Linked DNA regions of Ostrinia nubilalis: region 2 is linked to region 1. Evidence: chromatin contacts called from public Hi-C data. All regions are on one chromosome and are shown on one strand. The core of a region is the stretch at or near the end of the contact, and the rest is flanking DNA. Distances in the headings are between cores, read along the strand shown. Region 1 holds the start of LOC135078494 (transcriptional adapter 3-A). Region 2 holds the start of LOC135078930 (large ribosomal subunit protein eL43).

What was found. Hi-C and Micro-C count contacts between places; a contact is called where the count stands out from the background.
Region 2: a Hi-C map of whole body shows a contact between it and region 1, with 10 times the contacts expected there. The contact joins the promoter of LOC135078930 here to the promoter of LOC135078494 in region 1. A contact is called at or near these places in 3 of 5 Hi-C or Micro-C datasets (whole body and whole larva).

What each region holds. Positions count from the first base shown.
Region 1 is chr15:9,712,361-9,715,957 of ilOstNubi1.1, forward strand. LOC135078494 (transcriptional adapter 3-A) reads right to left here and starts at 1,557. Exons shown (of 1, transcript XM_063973037.1): 1 at 1-1,557. The coding sequence starts at 1,295. LOC135078920 (zinc finger protein 595-like) reads left to right here and starts at 2,270. Exons shown (of 15, transcript XM_063973516.1): 1 at 2,270-2,800; 2 at 2,874-3,203; 3 at 3,414-3,565. The coding sequence starts at 2,533.
Region 2 is chr15:9,934,777-9,938,373 of ilOstNubi1.1, forward strand. It overlaps LOC135078930 (large ribosomal subunit protein eL43), which reads left to right and starts at 1,651. Exons shown (of 3, transcript XM_063973530.1): 1 at 1,651-1,762; 2 at 1,959-2,087; 3 at 2,858-3,033. The coding sequence starts at 1,760. The coding sequence ends at 2,998. LOC135078910 (dihydrolipoyllysine-residue acetyltransferase component of pyruvate dehydrogenase complex) reads right to left here and starts at 1,075. Exons shown (of 10, transcript XM_063973485.1): 1 at 829-1,075; 2 at 327-502. The coding sequence starts at 947.

The DNA.
Region 1 (3,597 bases), core at 307-2,806:
GTAATTGGTCTCTTTTTCTGCTTAGCTGCTACCATCTTTTTGTAAATATCAATACATTCCATATCAACTTGATCTAGCTGTTTCTTCAAGTTGAGTCTAATCATCTCTTGCTTACACAGTCCAATGAGGTTTTTAAGATTGCGGCAGTTATCTTTTCTAACTGCAGTCAATTCAGTCTGGCACTTCTTTATTTCTGCTAGAATTTCATCATCTGCAGGGTTTGTAAGAGGTGGCAAGTCTTCTGGGTCTAAAATCCCTTGCTCCACCAATTCCTTCCTCAAACATTTCTCTAATGTTAGTGAGTTCTTGTAACTATTCTTAGTGTTAGGGATTTGTTTAACATTTATGTCAGGTACTTCATAAGGCATCACATTTTCTTCCATCAGTGCTGAGACAAGTCTCTGAGTCAGTGGACCTGTAATCATGTTTTCATTTGATTTATTGTCCAACTTTTTACGAATGCTCGATGCATCAGGAGACATCCCAGATTTATGTCTGTTGAGGCTTGAGGCATTTTGGTCCTCGGTCAGATGTTCATCAGCCCACACCTCCGAGTAATGTCTCCCTAATGGAGGTATAGGTGGGAGGGTTGTGTTACTGCTCTGTGCCAATAAGGATTCCAAAAATTTTATATCATCCAGTGTGATTGGAGCACAATAAGGTTCTACAGAATTCCAGAATTTGTATGGAATGTTATTCTTTGGCAATGCAAACTGTGACATTTCCAACTTCACAGAATTGTCAGAATTTAATGGATCATTTGGATAGCTGTGTGAAGCTCCGGAGGTATTTGAGAAGTTTTTAAACTTAGGTACTTTTGGTTGGTTGGATAATTTTGTGTAATCTTTGGTCTTCACTAATTTGTTGTCTTCCATGAATTTTCTTTTGACAGGGTACTGTAATTGTTTTCCAGCAGCTTTACCCTTCTTTTCTCTCTTAGATTCGTTGGTATCAATGCTGTCGATTTCCGATTGAAAATAGCGTATTCGTAAGGCAGTGTTGCACAGCAGGGACTCCAGCTCCAGCTGCAGGGCATCCAGCTCGTCCATCCCGATCGGCTCGTCCGAGGAGCGCGCAGCGATCGCCGTAAACCTTGGAAGATGCACGGCATTATCTTGAATTTTAGTATACGGTATTGGACAAGTTTCAACCTTGATTTTACCAGCAGAAACAGATCCTGGTATTTTTGCAGGCTTATTGTAAGGCGAAATTCCCGGGCTCGAAGGCTTCCCGCCATCGTGACCCTTGCTCGCCAGCCTGCCTTTGCTGTTGTGATGCATCCTCTTTCCCAACATCTTGATACAATCAAATTTGCCCGCGTAAACACTTCAAAGATGCATACGTACTGTCATGTCATGCGTCACAGTTACGCCCAATTTATTTATCAATCAAATTCCTTATCCATTCTGCACGCAATTAAATGTATTTACTTAGCAGGAATGCACTATTTTACGTTGGGTCTTAATTAATTATGCAGTTTTACCAAAAATCGAACTAAAATACCACGACAACGATAAACGAAATCTGACAAGTAAGAACAATATGGCGGCCTTAGGGATGCTCGACCCTAGACTCATTTTTCCCGAGTTTAAATATTCTTTGTCTTTCCCTATCTTAGTTATTTTACAACTTGTGATTGATAACGCTCGCTGTATTAACTTGTTCAGCAAGCAATTTATCCAATCTAATAGAGTTCGTTAGTCTTAGAAAGAACGAAGGTAAGTAATATGAGAAAACACTACTGTGGGCATGTTAAAATTCTAAATGTAGTTTTTATAATATTCACTGTATTTATAACGATTTTAAGACAAAACAAAAATTCATATTGAGACTTTCACATAATATTTAAAACATACCTAAATTTTAAGTGATTAACACAAAAGTCAGGAGGGAATACTATGAATGCTGGTAACCCAGAAAAACTATAGGCGTGAACATCCATACCGGTTTTCTGACTCGTATCGTTTTTTATAAACTTCGAGTAGAAAATGGATTAGGAGACGACCTATTACATTTATTTGGTTCTTGTTTGGGAAGGTATCTAATGGATAAAACATAATGCAAATGCATTGCATAAATTACTTTTTATTGAAATTAAAAGAAGAGTTAAGATTCTAGATTCTTTTCTAGATCTATTGGTTCATTAATTTATTTTGAGTTTAGACATAAAACCGGATATATAAAATGACGTGATGGCTTCCCTATCCCTAATTTGTCAGTCTTTCCTTACTCTTTGGTTTAGTCTGACATCTACTGTCATTTATATGACAGCGTAATTTCTCTTTGGTTTTTGCAAGACGTGAATTCGGTGCTTTCTTCACGTTATTAACAAATTAGTGTGAAGTTCCTGAGTTATAAAATGATTTTGTGTTGAGAATTTAGATGCGAACTGAATGTAGCACCTTGGACATGCAATGAAAGTTATTTTGTTTACAAATTTCTTTAGGTGCATTACGACACCCAAGTGCTCACTTGTGAGCCCTAAGAGTATGATTGAAATGAAGTAAATGTATGCAATAACTTCTCAACAAAATGGGAGACATGAGTTTGAAATGCCCACTCTGCTGCAATCAGACTTTTGATTCAAAATTGTCACTTGTAGAGCATTTGGCGAATATATTATCTAATCTAACTTGTCCTATTTGCGAGAATAGGTGGTCATCGTTGGCCCATCTTATAGAACATTTGAATCTTGACGATTGCCAAAGTCAAGCCATCCACATAAAAACTATAGATGAGTCTGAAGAGGATTCAGTAATAAATCCCGCACCTCCTTCAAATCCAAGTGAGAATGACAGTGGTAAGTGGGTTTACTTAATCTGAAAAGTACATAAACATTGTCCCCATCCCCTAAAATATTTGTTTTTTTTTAGAAATTCGAATCGAAAATGTAACCACTGTTGAAACTGTTAATGAAAGTGTGGAGAATGAAAACTTTGTGAGTAGCATACCAACTGAGAATAGTCACATAGAAATAAAGCTTACTACTGACGGTCTAAATGATGGGAAAATGTATGTGGAGTATGTGAACCATGATAAGTTGAACTCATGCTTGCAAACCCAAGAGCTGAAACTGTTGACGGAGGATGGTGAGATGGAACAGTTTGTGGTGATGTCACCGAACAGTGGTGAACTCAGTTTGGGGGGTGCCATTGTCACGAAACAGAATGAAGATGGAACCATCTCCCTAACTACAGTTAAAGGTATGTTATCATTTTTTTTTATAATTAGTTATTAGATATTCCAAGTGATTTTCTGATGAAATCATAAAAATCAATAAGGCTTCTCGAAGTTTGCAAAAGTAACATCTATATTTATAAAAGGGAAATGTCACTGATTGACTCACTCACTCACCACAAGTACGTAGTCGCGGGTGGCCGCTAGTATTTTATGTGTCAACCTCATGATTTCAGATACAAAAGAGTCTGAAACTGTGATCACACCTGCTGAAGTGGAATTGGAAGACACTCCGGAGCTGTACAGCTGCAACACGTGTGGGGTTTCGTTCTCCTCTGTCGCCGAACACATTCAAAACTATCACAATGATCAAGAAGTGGTGGTTGAGGTAACTTTAACTTGGATAATACTCAACTTGGT
Region 2 (3,597 bases), core at 401-2,900, 220 kb after region 1:
AATATCACTATCACTATCATGATTGATACATCAGTGCTGAATGTGACTTTATCAGATGACCTTCATTTACACATAAGGATATATATTTTTCACAAAAGCAAATCTTTGGGCAGAAGTAAAACATGTGAATTAGAATAAATGCTAATTGTTTCTCATCTAATATTTGCACTTATAAATAGCAAGTTTATCACACATTTATCTTTTTGAGACAGACAGCACAATACTTTTGATTAGATAAATAACATAACAATAATCCTGTTACAAGGCACTATGTGTGCTTGCTTTTGCCTTGTGGTAGGGCAAATTAAATCATAATCTGTGCATACCTTCACTGAGTTTGTCACCCTCCTTCTTTTCCCAGCTGACAATGGAACCATTCTCCATGGTGGGTGAAAGGGCAGGCAGGTTGACTTTTGTGTGTGACGGCAAGCTCGAGTACTGTCTTAGCTGCAGCGTCCATTGCTGGTCTATGACTTTGTTTGACTGTGATGGAGTCAATAACCTGAATGTAACAGACAAGTATAAGACTACAAGCATTTATATTGTTAGTACGTTATAAGAATCTATTTCTGTTCTAGTTGTTTGTTTAGGTATAGTAATCTCATTTGATGATATGTTCACGTGGAATTGCCGGCATTCTTGCTTCCGCTAAATGTCAATTACAAGGTGAAGAACATTGACGTTTTGGTTATGCAACTGACACCGCAAACTTGGTACGGGAAAAATATCTAGTTTAACCTGTGTTTCAATAATGATGACTTACCCACGTAGTAAATATTTATAAATAGTGTTTTGGATGACTGTAACCAGTATCTAAAGGGCACTTACTTGTTAGAATGTTTCCTTCTGGCTAACTCTGTACTCATACATCTCGTCACATTGGATCGTACAGCCTTTTTTAAGCCACTGCTCAGCGCCTGGTTTCGTAAAACAATCGTTCGCAACATTTTTCTGTTTAGAATTGCACTAAATCTAAGCCGTCCAGGTGATCAGGACGGTTTATTATCCGTGAGATCGACCTTCTCCAACTTGTAGGTCGTTGAATAAAATCAAAATCGTCAACGAAACGTCGAAAATGACATCAAATGTCAATCATTGATTTTTTTTACGGATTTTACGGTAGGGTCGTAACAAAAATAAAAATCGGTTTTGTGACTAATTCATAGAACATTTTTTTACTGTAAGTTCATCAATGATTCTTCACTGATGGATGAAATACATAATTAATTTCACATTAAACATACAAATATAATGGAAATTCAATCTAATCCAAAAATTTTTCGTTAAAAAATCTCTACACATAATCGAAAGAAAAAAATTGTTGGCCCAAGTTTTGAGGCCTGCGGATTTTTGAAAAAATATTTCGTTGATGTTTGTTTAACGTTATTTTAACGTCACATGAAAACTATCAGAACCTAACAGTGGGTCTAGACAAAGTGCAAATTATATTCGCAAACCAGTCGAAAAGTGGTCGAAAAGCCCCTTTTTTGTACGGAGTTTTGACGGATTCGATTCGATCAAAAAGTGCGTTTTGTCTAGGGGGGCTGAACATAATGTAAAACACTTGTGTGAGTTTTATGTCATATTACGTGTAACAGTCATTTACGGATTATAATTTCTTTTTAATTTTCTTAAAAATCCGTGGGCCACAAGGTCTCAGTTTAGCTGTAGCTGTCAGTTTCACTATTGACGTTTTTGACAACGTCAAAGCCGCTCTTTCTTTCTGTTGTCTGTCAAGTGTTAGGCAGGTTTAGCAAAAATGGTGAGAATTAAATTCATAAAAATTGCACCAATCACTTGTAAATTATAAAAATAATAGTGTTTATTTAAATGTGCATAGTTAAAATATTTCTACGTGGTTAATATTTTCGTAATAAGTCACGAAATTTTGCAATTTGGTGACAAGTTTTCGAAATGAAGTGCAAGTGTTTTACACTCAATGTTGTGAATTATTACAGGCCAAGCGTACAAAGAAGGTCGGAATCACTGGCAAATATGGAACCCGTTACGGTGCTTCCCTGCGTAAAATGGTCAAGAAGATGGAAGTGACCCAACACGCCAAATACACTTGCTCCTTCTGTGGAAAGGTTAGTGTACATAATTATCGTCTTATTCCGTTTACAACTCTATTAAACATTACATTTTGTGTTAGCTTTCCCAATTCCCCTCTTAGAACCGTAATTTTTGTGTACAATTTCGTGGAATTGTCTTTGTTTACATTTTGAGGTTAGTTTAAACAAAAGTGATATTTTTTTATTTTATAAATTACTACCTGCACCTTTTACGCTTGCTACACGATGGCTAAGTTTTCTTCCCCAAATATTTTACCCACTTACCAATCTTCATAAATAAACACCATTATGTAGCCTAATGTACTCTAAAATAGTATTTAACTTTACTAGTCTTTCTAATTATTGCACAATAATGTTTACTGTAATTAATTTATTAATCTGGTTCCAATAAATACAAATCATATCATCTTTCTAATGTAATAAGTCATTACAATTAACATGTTTTTGGTAAATACCTTCATCTACTCAAGAAAACTAACTGGATTATGGCTATTATAACACTGGTTATAACCTCAAATGTTTTTTCTCTTCTTTATGATCAAATTAACATTTGGTACACAGAGACAACATCACTAATTTTATAATTATTTTGTTTTCAATAATTAGGTAATTTATAATGCATTCAGTGCATTTTCCTGTTTATGAACAGGGTGGTTAAGATATTGATAAACCAATTAAATCGTTTGCCTCCTGTCACATAAAAAAAAAAAACAATTAAATTCCTGTGTTTAAAAATGTGTTTGTTATTGTCAATATAAGATTACTAACTGTAAATTTCATTTCAGGATGCCATGAAGCGTTCTTGCGTTGGCATCTGGTCATGCAAGCGCTGCAAAAGGACAGTAGCCGGTGGCGCCTGGGTGTTCTCAACCACAGCTGCGTCATCATGCAGGTCCGCTGTGAGGAGGTTACGTGAAGTCAAGTAAATGACTAGTATAAGACAATAAACACAAAATCAAAATGTTATTTGTTTCATTTTTATCACCTATTCGTTAACAGATAAAGATTCGTAGATTTTAAGATTTTCAACTTACATAAGCAGGTAAACATTAAATACACAAATACATAAGATAAAAATTTATTTTAGTGCTTATCTATGCACGTTCCACAAAAACACTTCAAAGCGTTTATCATAAAAGCCTCTGTTTAAAAAGTACATATTTTAGACTGTCTTAATATTGCATCTTATTTTACTTAAAAAAATAAGTACTTACAGAGAATAGCACCAATATTTACTATTATTTATTAGTCATCTTTAAAAATAAATTATTATATTACAAAAAGTAATAATTTAACTTTACAAGCAAAATTAGAATACTGAAGGTGCTATTTTTACAGCATGTCTTTTATAAATAAAGTCAATTCCGAATTTTTGGTCCTAGAGTGTAAAAATCTCTGAAGCTTAGATTAATTAATCTAAGCTCTGAAGTAGGTACACAAAGTTCCATGGCACAAATTATAGACTTTTGTGAGACTTACAAACTAGTATGTTATGAAGAAGTTAGATTTACATTGTATTACATAA